3 separate regions of the Mus musculus genome follow, and regions 1 and 3 are each linked to region 2. A link is a contact called in public Hi-C data. All regions are on one chromosome and are shown on one strand. Each heading gives the region's core, a stretch centred on a gene start, on an enhancer-like site or on the middle of the called end of the contact. The rest is flanking DNA. Distances are from core to core; before and after follow the strand shown.

Region 1 (3,893 bases), core at 985-3,484, 120 kb after region 2:
GTGGAGATACACACTTCAGAAGCAAGGAGATCCGAAATCCAAGATCATCTCAACTGCACAGCAAAGGCTGCATTGGATACAGGAGACCCTGTCTCAAAACAAAACAGTCTCCTGCAGAGACTGTGTCCTTTGTGGGAAGGGAGACGACAGGAGGTGGAGAACGTCCAACCTCAAGCACTGAGATGATCGAGGATTGACACTCTACCAAGTCAGAACGGCCAAGGCATCGTGTGAGCAGAGCCTGTGGCATCTAGGACTTGCCTGTGGAAGGCCATGAGCTGACCGGCTGCCTGGCTTGAGAACCTTGACCTCAACCTATCACCTCCACTTTTTGGAGGTGAACCGAATGATATGGAGCAAATCCTTGGTAGTCTACAAGAGAGCTAAAGCATCACATGCATACATGTGTGTGTTGATAAACATCTGCACATATGTGTATCCATCACACTAAAATGACCTCATAGTTTGATGCTATAGAAGGCCAAAGGAGTTAGTTCTTGAAGGAAAGTGGACACAATACACTTGCCAAGCAGGAAGATTGTGTGTTAACACTGCCACTACCATTTCTAGCAGGGTGGAGACATCCTCTTACCTAGATATTAGACCTGAATCCTTTGGCCATGTGACCATAATGACAGTATCTCAAGCAATTACTTTAATTTCAGACTTCATAATGACAACCCAAAGATAACCTTAGATTGACCCACTTCAGAATGTTCCATAGCAGGAACACTCAACAGATGGTGCAAAACACACACACACACACACACACACACACACACCAGTAGTCCCCTACTACTGAAGTCTTTACTGACATCTTGTCCTGACCCTGGGCCCAAAAAAAATCTATTGAACCACTGAGTGTATATGTGTGTATATGAATGTATGTATTCATTATCTTGCTTATTTAGAGACAGGGTCCCATTATGTAGCTCTGGATGAAATGAAGGTTACATTGGCCTCAAACTCATGGTAATTCTCCTGCCCCTGCCTTCTAAGTGCTGGGATTTGGTGTGAGCCTCCATGCCTGTCTAGATTGTTCCATCGATAGCAGCATGTGCTGCTGGTCACCTGATTTGGATACACTGGTCAGGCTGGGGGTGGTGCAGAATGGAGAACTCAAAAGAGGAGCTTGTCTGCAGGGAGCATGTATTTCAACATCTCATGGTACCTTTCAGCATGGGCATTTATGTATCCGTTTATGTATCCGTTTAAAATGAACTTGTGTGGTGTCGAGCCTCAATGTATCAGTTTAAAAGGAACTTGTATCATGTCGAGCCTCAATAAACAGCTGCTTCCTCTCCTTTCTTCAAGATGCAAATGTTTGAAGTTTATTCTTCTGGCTTTTGAAATACATATTTATGGTCACTGTTACCCAGTTACTCTACAAGGCACACCAGAGGATTTTGTTCCTTTGTAATTGTAACTCAGCAGTCGCTCCTGCTCCTTCCTCTATCCTCGCCCTCCTCTATCCTCACCCAGCCTCTGGTAACCACCGTTCAACTCACATCTCCAAGATCAGCTCTGTGTGTGTGTGTGTGTGTGTGTGTGTGTGTGTGTGCATGCGCACACGCCTATGTGTGCATATGTGTACACATTCACATGCTGCATTTAGCTGTATCTGGAGACTTTATTCTTAACTTCTCTAATTTTAGATCCAAATCCACCAGATTTAATTAATTTAAAATTAAACTAAAACTATTTCAATGGCCTTTTCAGATCCTTTATGTAAAAATAAATTTAGCAAAGTCCAAAAGCAGCTGGAATGTGTCACAGTGGAGAGAGGCTGCTACACACACCCACAAGGACACTGAGTGGTCCCACGCCTTCCCCAGAACATAGTTCTGCCTGCTATTAATTTGCAAACATATGTGTGGGACTTGTGCTTTCTGAAATGGGGTCTAGGAATTGCTAACCCAGCCTAACACAGACCTCATGAAACATCAGAGCTGGGACTTCCAGGGTAAGGGGCTAGCCTGTCCAGTTCCTTCCACTGATGAGCACAGCCAGGGCCCAGCAGCCTACAAACACCAGTAAACTGGCATGGCTCTCCAGAGATCCCCACTCCTTCCGGTCCCAGCTCTGCACACAGAAACTCCTTTGCTAATTTGAGAGAAGTGCATGCCAACTGAAGTGTGTGTTTAATGAAAAGCAGCTTGCTTGGCTCAAGTCAAAGGCTTGGGGTATCACACGTGGATCTGAGCTTCCCTGATGCAATGCACAGAGCTGTGAGGGGAACCAGCAGCCCCAGACCTGAAACAGGGGGTCCTATAGATCACAACACATTTTTCTAGGTATCTTTTCATCTACAAAGAAATAGAAGCAGAGGGGGGAAGAATATGAAACCAAAAAAGCCTTATTATTACCTGCACAAGAGGGCCATTGAGGCTGGCTGAAGTCAGTGCAAGGCTTTGAAGATTAATGGGCCCATATAAATGTTGGTGTGTTATGAGCTTTCTCCTTGACATTAAACAGAGCACACAAGACTCACATATAAAACGCAGCGAGGAGCCCGGGTTGTAATTAATGCCATAAAGGTCTCTTTATCAGATTCCATCCAGGCGTCACAGAGGGTGATGAAGAGCCAGACAAGCACTGTTTGTTCTGGATAGGAAAGGGGCCTGTGAGTTGATGTGGTCCTCAGAAATGTCACTGCTTGCCAAATCAAAAGCCAGAGTGATGGCAAGGGGCACTTTCAAGTGAAGGGAGCCACTTCCAGTCAACTTGGAGGGTCAGTCCCTGGAGGACCATAAGGAACAAAACACACACACACACACACACACACACGTCACACTGTGTTTCCCTCTTCCTTAATGTGGAAGACTGGAGGTAGCCTTGTGACTTCAGCACTTCAAAAATCTCAGGATGTGGGGTTGGGAGTGCAGCTCAATTGGTAAAGTGTTTGCTTAGCACACGTGGTTCAATCCCTGGCTCAACCCCTAGTAACACACAACCAGAAATGGCAGCACATGCCTGTAGTCCCAGCATGTGGGAGATAGATGTGGGAGGATCGTGAGTTCAAGGTCATGATCAGATATATAGCAAGTTGGAAGTCAGCCTAGACTATCTCAGAAATGAAAAGCATACACACAAAAAGTCCTTGGGTTCTAGAAAATGACCTCCTCACAAAGCCAGTGTGCTCCATGTGAAGGCACCTCAGGCTATAGGAATATAGCTGGGAAGTGCTGGTGGGCAAAGGACTCATGCTGATCTCAGCAACTCTTCCAGGAAAATAAAAATGATCCAAAGCAACAGAACATTCTGTGAGGTCCCAGTTACATACGCTACTACACAGCATGGCCCAGTGGGGTTCCTGTGACCTGGTACTGACAGACTTCATGGAGTCCTCTCACACTGAGACTCTGGCCTGTGCTAGGTGCTCTTCCAGGGAAGCTGGGGTTAGAGCTGAAGAATGAAAGGTTAGAGATAGCCACACCTGAGGAAGCTGTGCACAGAGCTGATTTCATTGTAGCAGAGCTGATTACATTGTAGCAACAGGACAAACACCCTGCACCTCAGCTGCTCTGATGGTATGAATTGTGTCCCTCATAATCCACAAACTGAAGTGCAAAGAAAAAAAAACTTGCATTGAAGTCAGGGACATTACAGAGACAGTGATATTAAATAATGCTCTTAACAGTTGATATAGATGCATAGCTAGCTGAACAGAGCTTGAATAGGCAGCTATGAAGCGCTCAGCCCTAAATGAGACACCTATATCAAATCATGCCCCGCCCCACATGGCTCAGCAAATATCACAAGAGGTGGGGAAGGAGATTTCATGAGCCCAAGGGAGGACTGGGGTGAACTGGTGTCTTCTAAACATGACACAGTGGTGGTTGCACTTGTGAAGGCATGGAAGATGTGTTTGCCTACACACAACCAAGCCAATC
Region 2 (3,935 bases), core at 251-2,750:
TCAGGGACCTTTATGAAAGTGGAGGGGAAAGATTGGAAGAGCCAGAGGTATCAGATATAAAAGGATTGATAAAATAATAATAATAATAATAATAATAATAATAATAATAATAATAATAATAATAACTCACAGAGACTACAGTAGCATACCAAGACCTGCACAGGTTCAAACCAGACAAAATCTCAGCATGGAGGAAGGGAAGTGGACACAAAGTATCACCCCTAACTAAGAAACTATTTGCAATGGATACTTTCTGGTAGAAGGAAAAATCCATTGTCTCAAATGGCTATCCCTGGGAATACCACACTCCAAGGCAGGTCCCATGCCCAGGAGTAGTTAGCTAACACAAAACCAACTCCAGAAGTTTTGTTTGGGGGAAGGGGTCCGGCACACTATTGTTTTGTTTTGTTTGGACATTTTTTTTTGTCCTATTGACTTTTTTTTTTTAGGTTTATGTTTTAATTTTCAGTTTTTGGGTTTTGTTTTTGCCTTGAGAGACGCAAAGAACATGCAGTTGGGAAGGGATGGAAGTAGGAAGGATCTGAGAAGAATTTAAACAAGGGGAAAATATATGATCAAAATATACTGTATAATTTTTAAAATAAAATGTTATTTATTGGTGATGGCATTCCTTCTAGGCTCCACCCCACAGTTACCTGGCAACAGCCAGGTGTGCCTGACTCACTATAAAAGGGGCTGCTTGGCCCCTCCTCACTCTCTTCTTTCTTCTTCTCTTGCTCTCTTACCCTCTTCTTCCTCTGTTCCTTCTCTCCCCACTCTCTCCACTCCTCATGGCTAGCCTCTCCTCTCCTCTCCTCTCCTCTCCACTCCACTCCTCTCCTTTCCTCTCCTCTCCCCTCCCCTCCCCTCCCCTCCCCTCCCCTCCCCTCCCTTCCCCTCCCCTCCTCTCCTCTCCTCTCTTCCCCTCTTCTTCTTCTCCTTCTCCTTCTCCTCTTCCTCCTCTTCCTCCTCCTCCTCTTCCTCACCCTCCTTCTTCTTCTGTCTCTCTCTCTCCCTCCCTCCTTCCCTCCCTCCCTCCTTCCCTCCCTCCCTCCCTCCCTCCCTCCCTCCCTCCCTCCCCCAACTCCCCTCCTCATGCCCCAAATAAGCTCTATTATATACTATACTCATCCTGTGGCTGGTCCCTCAGGGGGAAGGGATGCCTCAGCATGGGCACTCAGAGGCACCCCCTTCCCCTGTACCATACCACTCATCCACCAAACATGCCTGGCTTCTCTCTCTCTCTCTCTCTCTCTCTCTCTCTCTCTCTCTCTCTCTCTCTCTCTCTCTAACACAACAGTTGTTATTTTTAAAAAGGAATCATCAACACTACTGCAGATGTCACACTAGGGCTCCTTCAGGCTCCCAGTTCCTCTATCCACAGCCCTTGGTTTGCATTTCAAATTACCCATGACCTTCAGATCTCTTCATCTGGGCCAGATGCTGATCTGTCAGCTCTCTCAGAGCAATACAGAAGGGTGAGACCCAAAAGCTTAGCCGGGGAAACCCCCGGTTATGAAAGCATGTTGTAACTCTTGGGCGGAGCTCAGTCATGTGAGTCCTGCCTGAAATATGACACTTGGGAAAGTCCATTTTTGGGCATAGCTGGTGTGATGACATCGTTGCAACTGGAACTGACATGGTTTTTGTTCTAGGCGCTATGAGTAACTGTCCCCTCCCTGTCTCCCGAAGCCATGTTCAGGTGGCACAATGGTTCAGGATTGCCAAAGCCAGTTCCCACAAGCTGTCTCCATGTGTCCAACTCTAATCTCTTCAGATGTAGAGCCAGGGTTCAGCATGTGATCACGTGGCACAGCACATCAGAAGCACGGGTTCGTGCAGTCCAGTGGACCAGAGAGAGGCAGGCTGGCTGGAAGACAGAACACGGAGGCTAAAAAAAAAAGCACATGAGACTTGGACTCTGAATAGAAAAGAACTACATGTTGGCTGTGGTCACCTTCACATGAACCTGGTGCTGAGAAATACCACCCACTTTGGGGTTGGATGCGGCTGTCCATATCATAAAGTAAGCACATAATTAATGGCTGCAACAGCCAGCACCATTTTCAAAGTTCACTTTCATCTGCCATTCCATTTATTCCTTGAGAGGTTGGTTTTACTACTCCCATTTTGCAGATGTGGGAATTGAGGCTTAGAGAGATAAAACTCCTGCACCAGAGGGGCTGGATCCTGATCCATCAGTGTAGCTCCTGACTTGCTATGCCTGATGTGTATGGGAGCTAAGACTTCAGTCCTTGGAACGTGCACATGATATATACATGTGAGCACACACCAAATGCACACACATGCACACACATGAGAAAACACCCTGCTGCTTTCACATTAGCTGTTTCTTTTAGTCCACCCTCCCACATCTTGTAAGCATTAACTCCGTGGGGCTGGCATCCAGGGCCACACATTGGCAGCATTTATTTTATTATTGCTCTGCAAGCTGTTGTGTGACGTGAGGATGTCACCAGTTTTGTTCCTTTTGGGAAAATAAGCATCATCCACCCCCAGCTCCTTCCCTGCTGTGTGGACATAGACACGGCGTCCGTGCATCATCTACCCTGCCTGGCTCTTCACCCCAGCCTCCACTTGCTGCACAGGAAAGTGGTGCTCCTGTGTCCACATTCTCCTGTTCATAAGATAACAGCAGCCTACCTTAGTGCACCACGGAGACCTAATCCTAATCCAGGTGCCTCTGTAAAGTCTCTGCTGTCTCTGAACCCAGCCCCACCTTGAGGTTCTAGGGCTGGAAGTGAATGGACGACTCTGAGAGAAATCTGAGAGGGTTCTTCAACTCATGTCCTCAACACTGATCAGATTCATGATAGCTTCAGTACCCTGAGTGGTATCTGTGCTCTTGGAACTATCTTAAGCGTTAAAAATATTACAGACACAGAGAGAGGCTCTTACTATAAAGAGTAAACAAGGGGTGAGATTTATATCGCCAAGGGTAGAGACAAAGTAAAATCAGATCAAATGCTCAAATGAAGAGAGGATTGAAATGCAGCCTAGTGGTAGAGCACTTATCTGAGCTTGTGCAAGCCTCTGGGTCCCAAACTAGCACAGGGAAGGAAGAAAAGGAGGAGAAAAAGGAGGAGGGAGGGGGAGAGGGGGGAGGGAGGGGAAAGGGGGGAGGGGAAGGCAGGGAGAGGGAAGAAAAGGAAGGGGGGATGGAGGAGAGGAGAGGGCAAGGAAAGGGAACAAATAGGACTGGGGGAAGGAAGAGGAGGGTGAGGAGGGGGAAGAGAGGGAAGGGGAAAGGAGGGGGAGAGAAGGGGGGAGGAGAAGGTAGACTGGAAGGGAGGGAGAAGGAGGAGAGGAAGGGCCAGATAAAAAGAACAGTTTTTATTTTAAGATTAATTTTATGTTTTACCTGCATGCATGCATGTATACCATGTGTATGCCTAGTGCCCTGGAAAGAAGAGCAACTCGAGTCCCCTGGAGTTACACATGACTTAGAGATGCTGTGTGGGTTCTGGGAACAGAACCCAGGTCCTCTGCAAAGGCAGTGCACGGTCTTAGCTCCTAAGCCATCTCTCTAGCATCAAGAATGGTAGAATATTTTTTTTAAGAGGACATAGACAACTGGTAAATAGGAAACAATACAGCATTAGCAACTCAGATATATCTAAACATTAGGCAAACATGGGCAGAGGAATCCCCCAAAAGGAGTCATCCCTGTGACCCTCACAGGAGGATCAGAGGGGACTTCACTAAGAATGAGCTTTGCTGCCTCACCAGCCTTGGGTGAGCCGAGTCTGACAGAGAACACCCCTGCTAGGGCCTGCTAGAGTTTGGGTGGACGGTGCCTGGGAATGACTGTGTCCCCTGCACTGAGCTGTTTCCACATTCCCAGTATACTCCAAGGACCGTGCTGCTGGTAACTGTGTCTTAAGAGGAACACAGCTAGGGACACTGGCTGTCCT
Region 3 (4,181 bases), core at 7-2,506, 99 kb after region 2:
AATCACACTCATCTATCTTCAAGTTCTACAGGACAGTCCAAAGCTTTAGGGAGAAGCCAGGATCCTTTGATACCATCTAGAACTTCAGGAAGTGAAGGCTGGAGAAAACATGACGTAAAGAGTCTCCACTAGGGCTGGTGAGATGGTTCAGCGATTAAGAGCACTGCTCTTCCGAAAGTCCTGAGTTCAAATCCCAGCAACCACATGGTGGCTCACAACTATCCGTAATGAGATCTGACGCCCTCTTCTGGTATGTCTAATGGCAGCTACAGTGTACTTATATATAATAATAATAAATAAATCTTTGGGCCAGATCGAGCAGAGGTCCTGAGTTCAATTCCCAGCAAACACATGATGGCTCACAACCATCTGTACAGTTACAGTACACTCGTATACATAAAATAAATAAATAAATCTTAAAAAAAATAAGAAAGAGTCTCTACTACGGAGACCAGCAAGGAAAGAGTCTTTGTTGCCCACTCTCTTCCCTGTTTCAACCTTTCCCAGTCTTCACAATTCAGGGAGGGTTGATTTACTGGTCTTTAGAGGGTAATGGCCCATGTCTGCTGAGCATCTTATACCACCCAGGACAGTCCTTACCTCAAGGACACTTCCAGTATCACATATCAACCACGCAAAGCTGGGAGCCCCTGTTCTAATTTGACACATTTTTTAAGAGAGAGAGAGAGAGAGAGAGAGAGAGAGAGAGAGAGGGAGGGAGAGGGAGAGGGAGGGGTGAGAGGGAGGGGGAGGGGAGGGGGGAGGGGAGGGGGAGGGGAAGGGGAGGGGAGGGGAAGAGGGAGAGGGGAGGGGAAGAGGGAGGGGAGGGGAAGAGGGAGAGGGGGAGAGAGAGAGAGAGAGAGAGAGAGAGAGAGAGAGAGAGAGAGTTTGACTGTTTTGCTCAGGCTAGCCAGGAAGTCGTGAGTTCAGTAGTAGATCCTTTCACCTCAGCCTCCCACAGAGAGACATCTATAGGCACTCCCTGTCATACCTGGCAATTTGGCTGCTACACACACACACACACACACACACACACACACACACACATACAACCCACAGTAGATTCTGGCATCCTAAACGTGTTCAAGAGCCAACCGCCAGCTTCATTCCACTCCAATTAGCCAAAGTGAGTTATCGTCTGAGATTCCCCATAAAGCAAGCCTTCTAATTGTTGTGGTTAAGCAGGCCTCGGGCTGAGCAGAGAGATGGGAGCCGGCCTCACAGAAGCCAGATAAAGCCACAAAGAGGATAGAGCATGGGGCAAATGTGGTCAGTCTTAGCCTCAGGCTTCCCGTTTCGTTTATAGAGACACACACAAGCATGACATCACCTCAAGAAGGAAATAGAAAAATAGAGTTGAGCAGTTGAGCTGATGGCTTAAGTTCCCCCATCTGCCTAGCAACCCAGGAAGCCTGGGTGTCTTAGTCAGGGTTTCTATTCCTGCACAAACATCATGACCAAGAAGCAAGTTGGGGAGGAAAGGGTTTATTCATCTTACATTTCCAAATTGCTGTTCATCACTAAAGAAAGTCAGGACTGGAACTCAAGCAGGTCAGGAAGCAGGAGCTGATGCAGAGGCCATGGAGGGATGTTCTTTACTGGCTTGCTTCCCCTGGCTTGCTCAGCCTGCTCTCTTATAGAACCCAAGACTACCAGCCCAGAGATGGCACCACCCGCAAGGGGACCTCCCCACTTGATCACTAGTTGAGAAAATACCTTACAACTGGATCTTGTAGAGGCATTTCCCCAACTGAAGCTCCTTTCTCTGTGATAACTCCAGCTGTGTCAAGTTGACACAAAACTAGCCAGTACACTGGGTCATCTCATTCCACTAAAGCTTGTAGATAGGGACTGGAGCCAATGTCCTTATTCCTTCTGGTTGATGAGCACACCAAGACTTGAGAAGTGAGGTGATAGGCTTCACATGAGCAGGATATTTATTTATTTATTTATTTATTTAATGTATGTGAATACACTCCACATCAGAAGAGGGCATCAGATCCCCATTACAGATGGTTGTGAGCCACCATGTGGTTGCTGGGAATTAAACTGAAGACCTCTGGAAGATCAGTCAGTGCTCTTAACTGCTGAGCCATCTCTCCAGCCCTAAAGCAGGATCTTAAAGCCACTAGTCATCCACAGTCAGGGGCAGAGAGAATAGTTCTATGAACCTTCCCAGCTCATTTTCTCTTCTCTCATACCGGATGGGACCTTTTGCCTAGGGAATGGTGCTGCCCACCATGGGTTGGTCCTACGCACATCAATCAGCAATCAAAATGATCCTCAGAGACATGCCCAGAGGCCAACCTGATCTAGATAAGGCTTCACAAAGACATTCTTCCCTGATGATTCCAGGTTATGTCTAGTTGACAGCTAACACTACCCAGCTTGGTGCAAGTAGAAGATCTGTCATGGGCATGCTCCTGACGACAGTGGGAGCTGTCAGGATCACTACCTTGCCCAGAGGTCACCATGACCTCACATAGAGAATATTTCTGCAAGGACATTGCCTGTCTAACTGTGAACTACCCCTCCCTCATCCCTGTTGCTGGTCCTACAGTCAAGGACTATTCATTTACAAGCTACCCTGTTTATCTTGCCTCAACCTCCCCAGATGCACCCACAATTTGCTACAGCACATGTGTTGCTATCACTCCAGAATAAACCAGTCTTTTCAAAGATTGTCTCTGTCACTTAGATTGCCATCATTTGGGGCCAGTGATGGGGAAAAAATGATTGTAGCTTCTGGTTTTTTGTTTGCTTGTTTGTTGTTTTGTGTTTTAACCAAGAAGCCACAGTCAACTCTAGAGCCATCTTTCTCTTCAACCGTGCACAGACATGGCCTTTGCGTCCCCTCTCTCAGAGGCATATCCAATCTCTGTGGGATTTGCTTTCCTAATATCTGATTCTCTCCCCTCTGCAATGTGGCCTTGGGAAACAGATCTGTCTAGGCACATTTTCAGGAGGAAATGGAGAAATAGCATCCATTCTCAAAGATTCTGTCTGAAGAAGTAAGCTTCACTCTACATGCAAATGGTACTAACAGATCCTATACCTCTTTGGTGGCACTTGCCTCCAGGGACTCACAAGCCCAGCACAGCTTTAGACCTGTAGCCTTGTCTCCACCTCCAGACAGCAGGGATATTTCACAGTGCTGACTCTAGTCATCAATGTTTGAAGGGTGAACTTCCTGTCAGGGCCTCAGAAAGGAAGGAAGGAAGGAAGGGAGGGAGGGAGGGAGGGAGGGAGGGAGGGAGGGAGGGAAGGGAGGAGAGAAAGAAAGAAAGAAAGAAAGAAAGAAAGAAAGAAAGGAAAGAAAGGAAAGAAAGGAAAGAAAGGAAAGAAAGGAAAGAAAGAAAGAAAGAAAGAAAGAAAGAACAAGAAAAGAAGGAAGGAGAGGAGAGGAGAGGAGAGGAGAGGAGAGGAGAGGAGAGGAGAGGAGAGGAAGAAAGCAGAGGTCCGTTCAGTTCCACATGTCACTATTCAGATCTCCACCTCAGGAGCCACATCCTACCCAGGGTCAAGGCGTAGAGGAAGGGACTACATCTCTGTTCCCTCATTGGACCCAAGTCACCCAAGGGAAACTACTTACCAGGAATGTGCCTCAGTTTCCACTTCTATCAAAAAGGGTAGCACTAAGCCTGCTCCCAGTGTAGATTTAGAGACTAAAGGGACCCTAGGGTGTAAGGACCCTGGCCCAGCACTGGTGGAGGTAATCCTCAGACCGAGGCACCTCTGAAATGACCTGCCTCTGACCTCATCACAAAGGGAAAAACTGAACTTGGAAAATATATATGATTTTTCTGAAGTTCACACATCTATTAGGTGGCAGATTCATCTCACCCCAAAATCAAACTCACTTTTCCAGAATTTGAGAAATTTAGATACATATATACCTCCAAAAAGGCAGCTGCCGCCAACCTCCAGCCTCTGTTGGGGATTGGTTCTAATGCTTTGAATTAATCCAGCTAGGTCCCCAAAATCAGGAATCTGCATGCCCAAATGCTGAAGTTTTTTCCCCACAATTGTTTTTCAATCCATCAATAAAGAAGCAACTGCCAATGACTGGGCAGGTAAACTGAGGCAGGACCTTTAGATTTGCACGGGCTAGGAACTGGGAGAAAGGAAAGAAAGAGAATCACCTGCTACCTGTGACAATCGGGAAGCTTGCCACATGGCCA

Evidence for each region. A called contact is a pair of places that touch in the nucleus more often than the background predicts.
Region 1: a contact with region 2 is called in a Hi-C map of the N1E-115 cell line, with 2.8 times the contacts expected there. The contact joins two enhancer-like sites. A contact is called at or near these places in 7 of 484 Hi-C or Micro-C datasets (the N1E-115 cell line, bone marrow-derived macrophages, embryonic fibroblasts and 3 more), 3 of 115 datasets of contacts at active chromatin or transcription factors (the HPC-7 cell line, double positive thymocytes and pancreatic cancer cells) and 3 of 9 other capture datasets (adipose tissue, liver and pancreatic islet).
Region 3: a contact with region 2 is called in a Hi-C map of bone marrow-derived macrophages, with 2.7 times the contacts expected there. The contact joins two enhancer-like sites. A contact is called at or near these places in 24 of 484 Hi-C or Micro-C datasets (the 63-12 cell line, the BV-2 cell line, the C10 cell line and 17 more), 10 of 115 datasets of contacts at active chromatin or transcription factors (CD8 T cells, the HPC-7 cell line, the NIH/3T3 cell line and 7 more) and 4 of 9 other capture datasets (adipose tissue, bone marrow-derived macrophages, liver and 1 more).

Annotation. Positions count from the first base shown.
Region 1 is chr16:95,846,162-95,850,054 of GRCm38.p6, forward strand. The region is part of intron 1 of 1600002D24Rik (RIKEN cDNA 1600002D24 gene); the gene reads right to left. Among named protein-coding and RNA genes, the nearest start is that of Gm32130, 46 kb to the left of the region's middle. Within about 2 kb of position 2,235, at least 44 of the 459 cell types and tissues checked have an H3K27ac peak or open chromatin away from gene starts, as enhancers often do. A contact at or near this core is called in the N1E-115 cell line, where this site is marked.
Region 2 is chr16:95,727,476-95,731,410 of GRCm38.p6, forward strand. No RefSeq gene overlaps it. Among named protein-coding and RNA genes, the nearest start is that of Ets2, 27 kb to the left of the region's middle. Within about 2 kb of position 1,501, at least 179 of the 459 cell types and tissues checked have an H3K27ac peak or open chromatin away from gene starts, as enhancers often do. A contact at or near this core is called in the 63-12 cell line, the BV-2 cell line, CD8 T cells and 8 more, where this site is marked.
Region 3 is chr16:95,826,310-95,830,490 of GRCm38.p6, forward strand. No RefSeq gene overlaps it. Among named protein-coding and RNA genes, the nearest start is that of Gm32130, 26 kb to the left of the region's middle. Within about 2 kb of position 1,257, at least 126 of the 459 cell types and tissues checked have an H3K27ac peak or open chromatin away from gene starts, as enhancers often do. A contact at or near this core is called in the 63-12 cell line, the BV-2 cell line, CD8 T cells and 7 more, where this site is marked.